Regions from separate parts of the Zea mays genome. Here region 1 is linked to region 2. The links are chromatin contacts, called in public Hi-C maps. All regions are on one chromosome and are shown on one strand. Each heading gives the region's core, a stretch centred on a gene start, on an enhancer-like site or on the middle of the called end of the contact. The rest is flanking DNA. Distances are from core to core; before and after follow the strand shown. Region 1 holds the start of LOC100276637. Region 2 holds the start of LOC100191516.

Evidence for each region. A called contact is a pair of places that touch in the nucleus more often than the background predicts.
Region 1: a Hi-C map of leaf shows a contact between it and region 2, with 7 times the contacts expected there. The contact joins the promoter of LOC100276637 here to the promoter of LOC100191516 in region 2. A contact is called at or near these places in 2 of 25 Hi-C or Micro-C datasets (endosperm and leaf).

Annotation. Positions count from the first base shown.
Region 1 is chr9:89,567,644-89,574,078 of Zm-B73-REFERENCE-NAM-5.0, reverse strand. LOC100276637 reads left to right here and starts at 3,881. Exons shown (of 1, transcript NM_001150375.2): 1 at 3,881-4,852. The coding sequence starts at 4,133. The coding sequence ends at 4,540.
Region 2 is chr9:89,296,156-89,302,621 of Zm-B73-REFERENCE-NAM-5.0, reverse strand. It overlaps LOC100191516, which reads left to right and starts at 4,749. Exons shown (of 4, transcript NM_001136948.2): 1 at 4,749-5,608; 2 at 6,182-6,257; 3 at 6,335-6,450. The coding sequence starts at 4,996.

The DNA of each region.
Region 1 (6,435 bases), core at 2,632-5,131, 270 kb before region 2:
AAGTCCACAATGTCCATGTACAGAGGGACCCAGACGCTCGGAGACCCACATGTTTCTCGCCTTCAGTATGACCTTCGTACACATGGCAGTTGACATGAAGGTATGACCTTCGTGTGCATAGAAGTTGACCTGAAGGTATACATTGTAAGAGACAATTTGCTATGATGGAAGAAGTTAACATACATCATGCTTCCTCTTGTTTATCCTTTTTGTCACCCTTGTGTTCTTCCCCACATTCATTCCACAAGGGAGAGAGAAGGTAAATGATTTAACTATGTTGTCCTGTCATGAATCCTTGTAGGAATCTAGATAGGTGTTATGACCGGCAGCCTAGCAGTCCTAATAAAATCAGTTTGTTTAGATGGATAAGTATCAGTTAGTTTGTTTAGATGGATAAGGATAAGCAGAGTTTGTTTAGATAGATACCGATTTGGTTTGTTAATATATTAGATAAGGTCGGCTGCTATCTCAGCTCTATAAATGTACCCCTCCAATCAATGAAAGTATCTTGTCTGTGCTTGCCCCAAACCATCTACTATTCGATCGTGGCTACTGTTCACTGTGGTACTATTCATCACGTGAACAGTACCTCGCATCTTCCAGCCAGCAACCCTAACCCTAGGACGATGGCGCCCAAGCGCCGGCGTCCTGGTCCTAGACCTCAAACCTACCACTCTATCTCGGTAACCTAATCCCAACAACAGGTGACCAGCAGAGGTGATTTTTTAACTCCATCCTGAAATTCCTTTTGAGGAGTTCTACTCAGACCACCTAACAAACTCAGCTAGAGGTCCATTCATAGAAAGTCCTCTTTAGACTATTGACTAGGAAATTAATGAGGTGATGTCCCTGCCTATATGTCCACTCATCTAACATGAGTGTACAGCCAATTGCTTCCGAACAGCTTCATGCTTCTTTAGTTTGTTGGTCCGTTCCACAGCCTTTCCAAGCAATGGCACCCTGACCTCACAGAAGCTAGGAGGTTTATATCCAGGTTCATACTGTCCAATGGCCTCACACATAATCTCAAAGCTCCTTGAGTTGATAGCATTGGATGGTATTCCACACTCATAGAAGAAACGGGCCACATGCATATTGACTTCCATCTCTTCCTTGGTCCTGATCCTTCCCTTTCTTAGAAATACCTTTCCTCAACCACTTCTTCAGGTTTTCCCAAAGGGCTAGTTTGGAAACATAAATCCCCACCGGGATTCCCGGGGCTAATTTCCCACTCGATCCCCGGGAATCCCGGAGGGACTTTTGAATCTGGTTCTCACTTGGTACCACTTCCACCACTTGAACACCATCACCATCATTATCTAGGTTTAGCGCTCACTTTCTTCTTCCCTTAACTAGTGCTGTCTCCACTCTATTAGCAATTTGTGTTGCTGTAAATTTACATTTGACAGCATCTTCATATCCACCTACGATATATCCTTCACAAAGGCTACACTCAACCAAATATTTGTTCCCAATTTTTGGCTAGAAGCCATACTTCCACCAAGGATCACGAGATTTAGGCTTCCTTTTTGGATATGTCCTTGTATCATATTCAGTCATGTCGAGCCTACACTCTGTGGCCTTGTGTTGCCATTTAGATGGACTCCTGTGAAACTGGACAAGCAAGGTAATTATTAATTAACACTGAGCACTAATGGACAAGTGGACAGTGGAGACAAATAGTTAAATAGGGCTCAGGTTGGTATATAAAAAGTAAATTGTGATCCAGATTCCAGACATAAAATAGAAGTGAGCACTGAGCCTGTCCTAGCAAGTAGAAGAGCAGGTAATCAATCAGGTACCTAGTTCAAGGGATGCTGTCCTGCTCGAGTGAAGGTTGACAGTTCGGGCTCTCTTGTCCTTCGATGGAGGACGACCAGAGTAGGTGGCAGGGAAAGATAACCGCGGCCTGTGGGCGGCTGCTGCTCACGCAACTCGAGGCAGAGGCTCTTCTTGACGGGCAAGAGGGGAGGCGGCGGCAACTTTTCCTGGTGGCGCGGGAGAACGCATTCGCGCGGGCAAGCTGGTATTCTCCCACACGCTCCTCTCTCCGCGCGCTAGCTCTCTATCTCTTCCCCCTATGGCGCCTGCCTTTACACGATTTGGCGCGAATCAGACTCCAAAGTGTCGTTTTCCGGACGCCGTAAGGTGGACGCCATGCGAATTAAGGCGTGGCGTCTGCTGTGGCGTCTTGGCGCAGAGCGCTTTGGCGCTTAAGCTACGCTTTGTTGATGTAATACTGTCAGATCAACCAATGTGACAGGTACAACTCCTAACTGTCACTTGCATTTCAGTTGGCTTCACTCAGGACCACTATTCTGACTATTGGCTCCAGTAAAGGTTACTTTGAGGTCTTTCGACCAAATCTTGATTTGTTGAATGATAAATGCTCATTGATTCTTGCACACTCTTGGCTTGGATCAACTCTCTGCTTGGGAGCTAGGCATTCCAGATGATCTTTGTTGTAGCCTGGTTTCTGCAGGACATGTGCCTGGTATTTTTGTTTATTATTTTTATGCAAGGGATGCAAGATATCCCAAGTAATATTTTCTGTAGGACTTGTGTCTTTAGGTGAACCAAAAGTGAAGCTGTGTGACAATCAATATCAGCTGTTACGAAGAGACAGTGACAGCGTAACTGATACCATGCATAAGAAGCACGAAGTAGTTTTGTGGCCTAACAAACCAATTATGTGGTCCAATCCAAGAGCCTAATTATGTGGGGACCGTGCTGGCAGTTCGGCAACTTTTGTTTGTATATGGCCAACTAAACCTATTTCACATATGTGATTCGATGTTTATGTAGTTGCTTGGATCTTGGGGTTTTGGGAGTCTGTACTCCTGCCTCCGCTACCTCAAATCCATGCCGCGCTGCACCTACTCTGTTTCCAATGAAAGAGTTTTCTGTTGCGTCTGCACTGAGGACTGGTCATGGCATTAACAGGGTCAGATGGTAGGCGATAATTTCCATTGGTCAGGCGGTAGTTGCGTCCAGAGAGATCTCTTGACACTTATTTAGGACCAATCCCTGTTCCATCTCTAGTGTGTCTTTTGTTATTTGTTGTGAAGTCTTCACTATTTAGCAGTATGCATGTTGTCAAGGTGTTGGCAGCATATGGGAATATGGACAGCTTTGTAGCAGCGGGGGTATGAAGCAACAGAAATGCTTGTGGAGTACCAGAAGTGAGATTAGCAGAGACGTAAGAGGATGGGAGATGCAAGAAAAGAACAAGACAATGATAAATGGTACTTTATATGTCAGATCTTTTTGTACTATGGTGGTCTTTGTTTTCCTCTCACCTCTATAAAGTTGTTTGGCTGTCAACTGATAGTCTGGTACCAAGAGCTGTGCACAATTTCCGTTTGCCTTCGTCTCTCTCTCTCTCCCCCTGAGCCCCCTCTCGAGCCTGGACTTTTTCTTCACCTGTACTGGTCCATCATTAGCCAAATCTGGGTAGAGAGATGATCAGCACCAGAGGTTTGTAATCAATCTCTGTTGGATAGATACGTTTAACGTTCTCAAGCCGACACATATCATACACCTTAGATCTTAACGAGGCTCATGTTCTATCAATTATATCATCACGTCATTGTCAAACTTTACGGTGGAATGTAAAACTGTTGAAGAATGCATGCATGCTTTCTGGGCAATCGTTTGCCACCTGTAGTGCGTTTGGTGGTGCGCATCTATCTGCTTCCGTGCACTTGTCTTCTCTTCCTCCACATGCTCACGGCGTGAAGTAGTAAAACCTGTAGCATGTGCTGCGAAAATAGAAAAAAGCATGTGCAAGTGTAATATTTTATTCTGATGAGTTCTTGTATATGCTGTCTACACGCAGGTTAAATATTAATAACCCCTGCAGAACCCAGTTGCTTACTGGAAAACAGGCCCAGCCACCACCTTTCCATGGCACTGGCACCGGTTGTTGACTGCTCTGCTGCCTGCACACTAATGGCGGTCTCTGTCCGTCTACATATATAACACAGAGGGGGCCGCTGCAGGAGCGGGCGCGGAGCAACACCGTCCAGTCCATCACTGCCCTTTGTTCTCCTCCACAGTCGCAGACAAAGCTGGTTCGTCTCGCGGAGAGGGGAAGCCGGGAAGGTGGATAGGCGGCACCCACCCATCACCCATGGCTGGGTTGCAAAGATCGGCGACCACGTTCAGACGGTCCGGCTCGTCGGGCCTGGTCTGGGACGAGCGTTTCCTGACCGAGGCCGACGCCGAGGCGAAGGCCGGCGCCGCGGAGGATGCCGAGCAGCCGGAGCTCCGGCACTCGAGGAGCGTCGGCATGCTGCGCCGTGCGGGCGGCGGTGGAGACAGCCGCAGCAAGAAGGGCAAGGAGAGTAGGCAGAAGCAGGCGGAGTCGGCGCGGCGCAGCAACCAGCAGGTGTTCCGGACCAAGGACGTGGCCCCGGACATGGATCCCCCCTCGCCGAGGGTGTCCGGCTGCGCCTTCTGCGCCGTCTTCCGCGGGGGCTCTGGCGGTACTGGCCGCAGGGCACAGGCACGCCGCCGGTCCAAGCCCAGGAAGAAGTGACGGCGTAGCAACACGTACGTACGTGCGGTACGTTGTTGTTTGTGCCATCTGTAAAGTCCGGGCCATGGTTGTTCGTGCGTGTACATGTTTACTATACTAAATACTAGGGTCATATATAGATGAGCTTGCTACTCGGTAATCGGTATACGTACGCCATTATTTAGTTCAGGATAGTTCCTCCTTTTTTGGGTCGGTCGGTTGGTTTCTTGATCCAGATCCATGCTTTTGAGGTTTGGGCGACGGTTAGATGTTACTTGTCTACTATATATGCAGCAGCTATTTATGAGATCTGGGGCTGTTGTTCTTGTTCTTACTAGCTTGGTGCAACTTTTTCGCTTGGGTTCTGCCGCTGGTCCTTCGGGAAGCGCATGTGGTTTTGGTTTTGAAACTGGGAGGGAAGCAGGGTGGAGCGACGATGAATTGGTCCGTGATGCGGCTGAACTGGGAGGGCAGACAGGCAGGCTGGTGGTGGCAGATGGGATGAGCGGCGATAATTCAGAGTGCTAATTACTAGCAAGTTGGTGAGCGACATGATTGCGCTGTGGAGGTGGATGGACATAGTGACGGCCATCCACGCCGACGTCGACGTGGGATGTGAATGTATATCCCGATTCAGTCCTGCTTTCACACGGCCGGGGACGACGCCCGTCTCGTGCCGTCGACCTGTCGACGACGACGACGATACGGTCAGCGGCAGCGTCACGCCTCTGCCTCTGCGTGCGTATAATAATGGAGGACTGGTGGCCGTCTCTTTCTCCGGCACCTTCACCTTATTACTACGTCTCTGTTGGGACCGCTGCACAGACGAGACGACTCGTCAATTGATGATTGGTAACGTGTCTTATGCAGAAACAAAAAAAAAATGTTGGAGGCTATACCCTCCTCTCCTATAGCGAATGATCTTTGTCCCACAGTGATTCCTAGCGTACACATGACATGAGTCGACTACGTGCATTATGGTGATACGGAGACTTGCGATCCGGACTGTTCACCTAATTTGGTCCCGCTAGGCACCAGCCTGACGCTGTTCCCTGCGTCTGATGCTTTTGAGCTGTCATCTCATCGGAGTACTCGCAGGAGGGGAGACCTTAACTACGGTGGGTGGGTGCACGTCTGAGTCTCTAAATCACGCAGGTATGAAGCTGTCAAGAGAGAGGATGTTGTGCGTTAATTGTGTGATGGCGAATTGAGGCGTAGCTGCTTGTCAGTCATAGCCCATGGGCCTCGATCTGCTGGTTTGTGCACACTAGGCGGCGTTGCGTCTCGCGTACATGTACATGGGGCCTCGGCCTGCATGTAGCCAAAACGAGCGTTGCCATCTTGACAGCTTCATACCTTACTAGGTGGGTGACCATGCGTTACAACGAAAACATATCGTCAGTATAGTGAACACAGCTCCTACCAATCTGGTATCAAAGGTCTCGACAATCATGAGCTCTGCCGCTGCACCTAGACAGCAGCCGCCGCCAGCATCAGGCGGCCCCCAACAACGTCCAGCGCGCTGGTCATAGTCCCTGCTTCGTCGGGAGCCATGATGCTTCGCCGATAATCCCCCAAATACCCAGCCTCCTTGCCGGGTAGCGCCACTGGGGGCATGGCGGCCCCGTAGCCAATGGAACGCTGTACGACGTGGCAGACGAGCTGCTCTCCCAAGAGCGCAGCAGCCTGCTGCCCCACGTAAATGGACAAACAAAAAAGTTATTGCTACAAACTTATGATCAGATATACAATAAAAAACAATGTAAATGATATATAAAGTTGTTATTATGAGTAAGTTAGAAAGCGCTACAACAATACGACAACCCCATGAGGCCATGATGCACAATAACAGAGATCCACTATGCATAAAACTCCCAAGTGAACAACACCTGTGATGAATCTGCTACTGACGCTAG
Region 2 (6,466 bases), core at 3,500-5,999:
TATATCAGTCGTGCTTACGGTCAAGAGCGGCTTGGACCCTCACATAAGTAATTTATGGAATTAAACTTAACTTGTCATTTGCATTGCATTGTGGGATTTATTATTAATTCTGATCAATTATTTAATTGAGTTGGTATTTACTTATACCTAGTAATTGCTAATCAAAATTTGACCAACACTAAAAGCAACTACACTTTTCCCACACTTGTTGAGCGATGACCGTATGAGAGCTCACCCTTGCTATAATCACACCAGGTCAAGGACAGGTACCGCTGGAGGATCATGAAGGATGTTACGATGAGTTCGAAGAGGTCTAGGTCGTCATCTCAACTATGGTTGTTGAGATCGTTGTCGTCATATGATGTATTTATTTAGCTATTTTCTACATAGCTTCTATTTTATAATAATATGTGACATTGATTTAAGGGGGTCTACCCGAAGGATTGTGGTGAAAATGTGCAAAGTCAGATAGAGTCACCACACAACAGATGAGGCCACTTGGGAAAGAGTGGATGAGCTTCGAGCAAATTACCCTAATCTCTTCTACTAGCTTGACCTAGAATCTCGGGACGATATTTCTTATAAGGGGTAGGTCAGTAACACCCTATTTTTGATTGCTAAAAAATTTCTTTTAAATCAATAACAACACACTACAAATGTTGAGGAGAATTTAAAATGTTCTCTTCCTAGACATATTTTCATCTTGTATTACCCTAAAGAGAGAAAATGGGGAAATTATTTTTGTTCAAAAATCCCGACAATGAAAAAAGTCCAAACTTCAGCAACATGTTCATCTGGATATTTCTTTTTTGTAATTTTTTGAAGTGATTTAGAGTTCATTTAAATTGGATTAAAAAATCATACTTAAATTCAAATCTAGAAAACGGAGAAGGATAAAACAGTGCCCGAGCCGGTCTAGGAAGCTTTTGGTCCAGAACCCTTTCCCCCGTGCCGTTGTCCCCTTGACAAGGGGCCTACCTATCGGCTTGCCCCCCACACTCGCCCGATCCTCTTAGCTGCTGACGCCTCGCCCCACGCATCAACTCTTCCCCGCGCTCCCTCGACACCAAGGGTCTATTTGGTTGGGCTGTGGCTGTGAAAAAAGTTGCTGTGGGCTGTGAGCTGTGGAAAAAGCTGCTGTAGGCTGTGAGCCATTAAAAAGCTAAAAATTGTTTGGTAGAAACCACTAAAAATCGTTAAAAGTTCTTCGATATATGTTTTCATAGTTTCATCCGAAAAGCCACTAAAAGCAGGTACAGGGGTGCTTTCAGATTTGCACTGTGAGAAAGTCAGCTTTTAGAAAAAGCTGCTTCCTGGATCCAGCCCTTTAGTTGGCTTTTGGCTTTTAGGGGGCAAAAGCCAAAAGCCAAAAGTCAAACCAAACACACCCAAGTCGCTAATAGATGAACCCCACCTTTCATCCCTAATCTCCTGCCCCTCTCACTGCTCCTTGACATGCATGTCACCATCAATCTCGCCATCCGCAGCTCGATCATCAGCCTAGGCCCCATCACCTGAGAGCGAATGCGATAAGCATTCATGGCAGTCGTCCCCCCATTTACTTCCCCGACATCATGCCATTCAAAGACACGAACTCACCGATATTCAACCGATGTGCCAGCCACGCTGCTCACGTTGGAGCTGTCTCTGGCTAATAATGGTGCACACATATAAAATGCAGACCTTCACACCCTCTCAGCTCACACTCCTAGCTTCCCGAACACCTTCTTCATGCCACCAGTGTCGTCGCAGCCCATAAGCCCTGGTGCTCGTTGAGCCACACCAGAGTCACCCTGACTTCCCACCGGCGTCACCAGGACCATCGAAGCTCGAACAAACTACAATGCAACTTCCCTAGAGCTCTATCGACCCTGACGACCTAGACCACAACAATCCAACCCCATCGCGCCTCACTGTTGTTGATTTGAGCCCACAGGAGCTCCCTCGACTTCCACTCAGCACCTAGAGCTACGCCAGCAGGTACCCAACCTCGAACGTCCCTTCCCTAGCTGGATAGTGCATGGACCATGCGGGAATTGCTAATCGAAGCATGCTCTTTCGCCGTGAACGCCCCTTCACCGCCAACCATGCCCCTCCAGCTGTCCCTTGCCCCCGAGGTGGTGCCTAGCATGCTTGACGTAGCCCTAGTGGCTTGGCAACAGGTTGTAGCCCTAGCCGAGCTCTCTGTTGGCCGACATGGCTCTCACCAGTGACCTACCCCCGCGGAGGTCTCCTACCACCGTGTGCGCCGCCCACATAGTGATCCATTTATTCCGAGTCGCACCCGTGTGATCCAATGGCTGATATTCGTGGATATTGGTTAGCACTTGGTCAGTATGAGCTGACCGTGACCATTTTGCTTAAGAGCTCCTCAATTTTACAGAAATAAACTCGCAGTACACACCAGTTATAACTAGGGACCAAAAATATACTTTTAGATACCTTGGAAGTTATAGATAAATGAATATATGCCTTGATTGTTGTAAAATGATTAAAAATTCATATCTAATTCATTTTAAATCTAAATTAAATGATTTTGGTCTCAAATAAATTCTACAAATACATAGAATAATTATAGGACCATTCTGAACCATGTTTTCATGTTTGATATATTGTTTCTTATTTTGTGACCATGTTTATTATATGAACACGAGTAGATTCATAATGTTGCAACTACCTCGAGGGCCCCACTCTTGAGGACCTCGAAACCCGAGAAGAAGAAAAACATTCTATCCTCGTATCACCCATTGCATTAAATGTTCATTATTGTTTTGGCCAAATTACTACTCCTATTAGGATTACCTTAGGGTGTGTTTGGTTTAGCTTTCTAAACCGGATTTACTACTTAAAAAGTAGAATCTCAAACTGATATAACAACAGAATATATTCATGAAGATCTATAGATTCTCTAGTTTAAATCTGAATCACCTCTTACTCTATATTTTCTAGATTCTTGTCATCCATGTTACAAACTTTCATGCTCTTATAGAATCTATAATGGACCGTTGTTTGAACCAAACAAATTTTAGTTTTCATAAACGTCAGCTCGCATCAACTTCTTACAGATCACAACTAGAATAAGATTTTCAAGAATCTACAACTGAACCAAATAGACCCTTAGTATTGTTTACCTTGTCCTTGTTATAACTGGAAATTTGGGAACATTTTAGTAGCAAATTCTAGTGTTGTACATCTTTCAAAAGAAAAGTGATTTCGAATGTTTTATTAGACTTGTTAATAAAAGATGCTTTTTAGCAAACCATGAGGACTTGATGTATGGAATAGGATTGCACAAGTGCCTCTCCCTAAGGACCAGTTCCCCGAGCGACTACCCGAGACAAACAATACAACTATAAGGATTACATGGCTATGGCCTTAACCAAGTAATTAAGGGAAAATATTTGGATATTAGCTATGGTAAATGGGGACAAATGAAGGCTCTTTGGCCCCACTTTTGCTTGATTAGGCCTTGGGTGGGATGCCCTGGAGAGCCTACGTGTGAGGATTGTGGTGGAGAGATTGCCTCAGAATATTCTATCATAGTCTAATACACACGGAAGATCATTTATAAAGGTCTCATAGTGAACCCTGCCGACCTCCACTGAAGAGGTGAAGGGTCTTGCAAATCGAGACAAGTGGGTATCACGACTTGTGGGTAAAGTTGTACAATATCAACAGAGTGTCGTAAAACTGATTAATCAGTCGTGCTCACGATGAAGAGCGACTTTGGTATCCTCACATATTAGAAGTTTTATTTTCAAAAACCTTAAAACTTCACTATTAGACTTGGTGATGTGTCCACTATATGATGCAATGGATGGTCCTATGTGAGATGCAGCAGATGTGTTTTCAAAACTTTTGCCACGAGACTTGGCAGATGGTTTACTGTGGGATGCAACAAACGTGTTTTCAAAACTTTCACCATGAGATATGGTGAATGGTTCATTATAGGATGCAACGAACGTGTTTTCAAAACTTTCTCCGTGATATGCATTGAACGACTTTTCAAAAGGTTACTTTACTACAACTATTCGCATGGGACTTGGTGAAAGGTTTACTATGGAATGCAATAAACATCGAAGTTACTGTATTATAACGAATCTTTATGCAACAAAATGTTTTACAAAAGAGGAATTCAAATGCTTTTCAAGTATAGTTAGAACTTGATCAACTAAAAGCAACCGCCCAAGCTAACCCACCATATAGCCAGTTCAAGGAGATGTGTCCTAGAGCCAAGAGTTACATAATTACGACGAGTTTTAGACTTGTGATCAATCAGTTGTCTATAAAGACTACTGGTTGATTGATATATAATATTGTGGTTATACATAAGAATCTCGAGCATGTACAATGGACGTTCGATTGTGCGGTTAAAACCAAGTGTGAGTATTCTTTATGTATGTTCTTTTTGCTATAGAGAAGTGAACTGATAAAATCTATTATATATTTTAATAATTTCAGAAAATAGATATTTTTGATTATCCACGGTATTTATGATTAAGAAAAAAACCATTCTAGTAGATAAGCACCAAAAATTCCAAACCAAACACCTCACTCCATCGATCTTCTCCATCTCCACGGCAGGACGAGGCTTTCGGGTTCGTCTCCAATCCCCATCCGTGGCAGTGGCAGTGTCACGAGAAGAGGCCACGAGTCCACTACTGACTGGAGGCAGGCCAACCCGACGCGACCGGCAGCGGCGCACCAACGCAAAGGTTAACCCACCCGCCCACCCAGGCGGCCAGGCCCCAGCAGTACCCACTCACGAGACCGTCCAGGCGTCCACCGCGACGCGCTCTCCTGCCCGTGCCCACCTCCACGACTCCACCTCCGCAGCGCCCGCGGTAACCTCCCCACGCCACGCCACATCGCGTGCGAGCCCCAACCGTCGCCGGCCTCCCAATTAAGCCGCCCCCGCGGCGCGATCCGGTGTCCACCGCTGCTCCGCCGGAGGAGGGGGAAGGGGAAGAAAAGGGAGGGGGGGAGCACAGGGGGATGCTAGAGGCGAAGCCGCCGTCGCCGGGCTCCGGCGCGGCCGGGGCGGCGGCGCACATCCACGGTCACCGGCGGTGGGCGGCGCCGCTGCTGGCCTCGGTTCTGCTCTCGTCGCTCCTCATCACCGCGTCGCTCTTCTTTTCCTCCTCCCGCGCGCTGCTACTCTCCTTCTCGCCGCTCCCCTCCGCGGCCTCCGCCGAGCCTCTCTTCGTCGAGGCCAAGCTCCGCCAGCAGATGCGGGCCGAGGAGCGCCCCACGCGGGGCGCCGTGCCCAGGATCGCCTACCTCATCTCCGGCTCCGCGGGGGACGGAGCCGCGCTGCGCCGGACGCTCAGGGCGCTCTACCACCCGGTAAACACATACGTCGTGCACCTCGACCTCGAGGCCCCCGCCGCCGAGCGCGCCGAACTCGCCTCTGCCATCCACGCGGACCCCGTCTACGCTAGGTTCCGCAACGTCAAGGTCGTCACACGGGCCAACTTGGTCACCTACCGTGGCCCGACCATGGTGGCCAACACGCTGCACGCGGCTGCCATCCTGCTGCGCGAGGGCGGTAATTGGGACTGGTTCATCAACCTCTCCGCCTCCGACTATCCGCTCGTCACCCAGGACGGTAAGCGCAGATGCGATCTGCCTCTTTCGGCCCTCCGGTATTGCGACTGGATCTATCCGTCGCGGGAAGACGCCACCTTTGATCCGATTTTTTTGGTGCTTCCAATGGCGCGATCTTTGCCTGCCTACGATTTGGGCAAAATCAATTCCAGGTTTGGGTCACTCACTGGACGATACTAGTGGAGCTGGGGATTTGAAATTTGCGTGCAGTGTCTGTCTGCAAGTGTTCGCCAAAAATGCGATTTTGTACGCGGGCTTGGATATGCCAATTGGGGAATGGGGGTGAGATTAGTTTATGACATGTTGTTTTCCCAATTGGTATGGGAATTTGATAAGATTTGATTACTTTTTTAGCTTCTAGGTGGTACCAGGGGAAAGTCAATCTAAGGGCGTATTTCTTTCTTTAAATAGAGCCTCTCACTGGGTCGCCTCTCTCTTTCGTTTTATTGCAATCTTGTTTTGTTTTTTCCTTTTCAGTTTACTACCGTTATGGATTCTTCTACTTGTTCATGGTGCAAAAATGTTTGTGATCAACATGCCCCTTTGTTTTTCTGATTTGTCTACCTATTGGCAGATCTATTGCATGTGCTTTCTGAGTTGCCCAGGCAGCTTAACTTCATTGAGCATACCAGTGACATCGGATGGAAGGAGTAAGTTTACAGTTTGTCTGAAAGTTCTGGTATCTGTTCCCACAAGTTCTGCAGTTGCTAAATATGTGTGTCTGTAGGTACCAGAGGGCGAAGCCAGTGATCATCGACCCTGGGCTATACAGCCTGCAGAAGTCTGACGTTTTCTGGATAACAGAGAAAAGGAGTGTCCCAACTGCATTCAAGCTCTTCACCGGTAAAATACACCATAA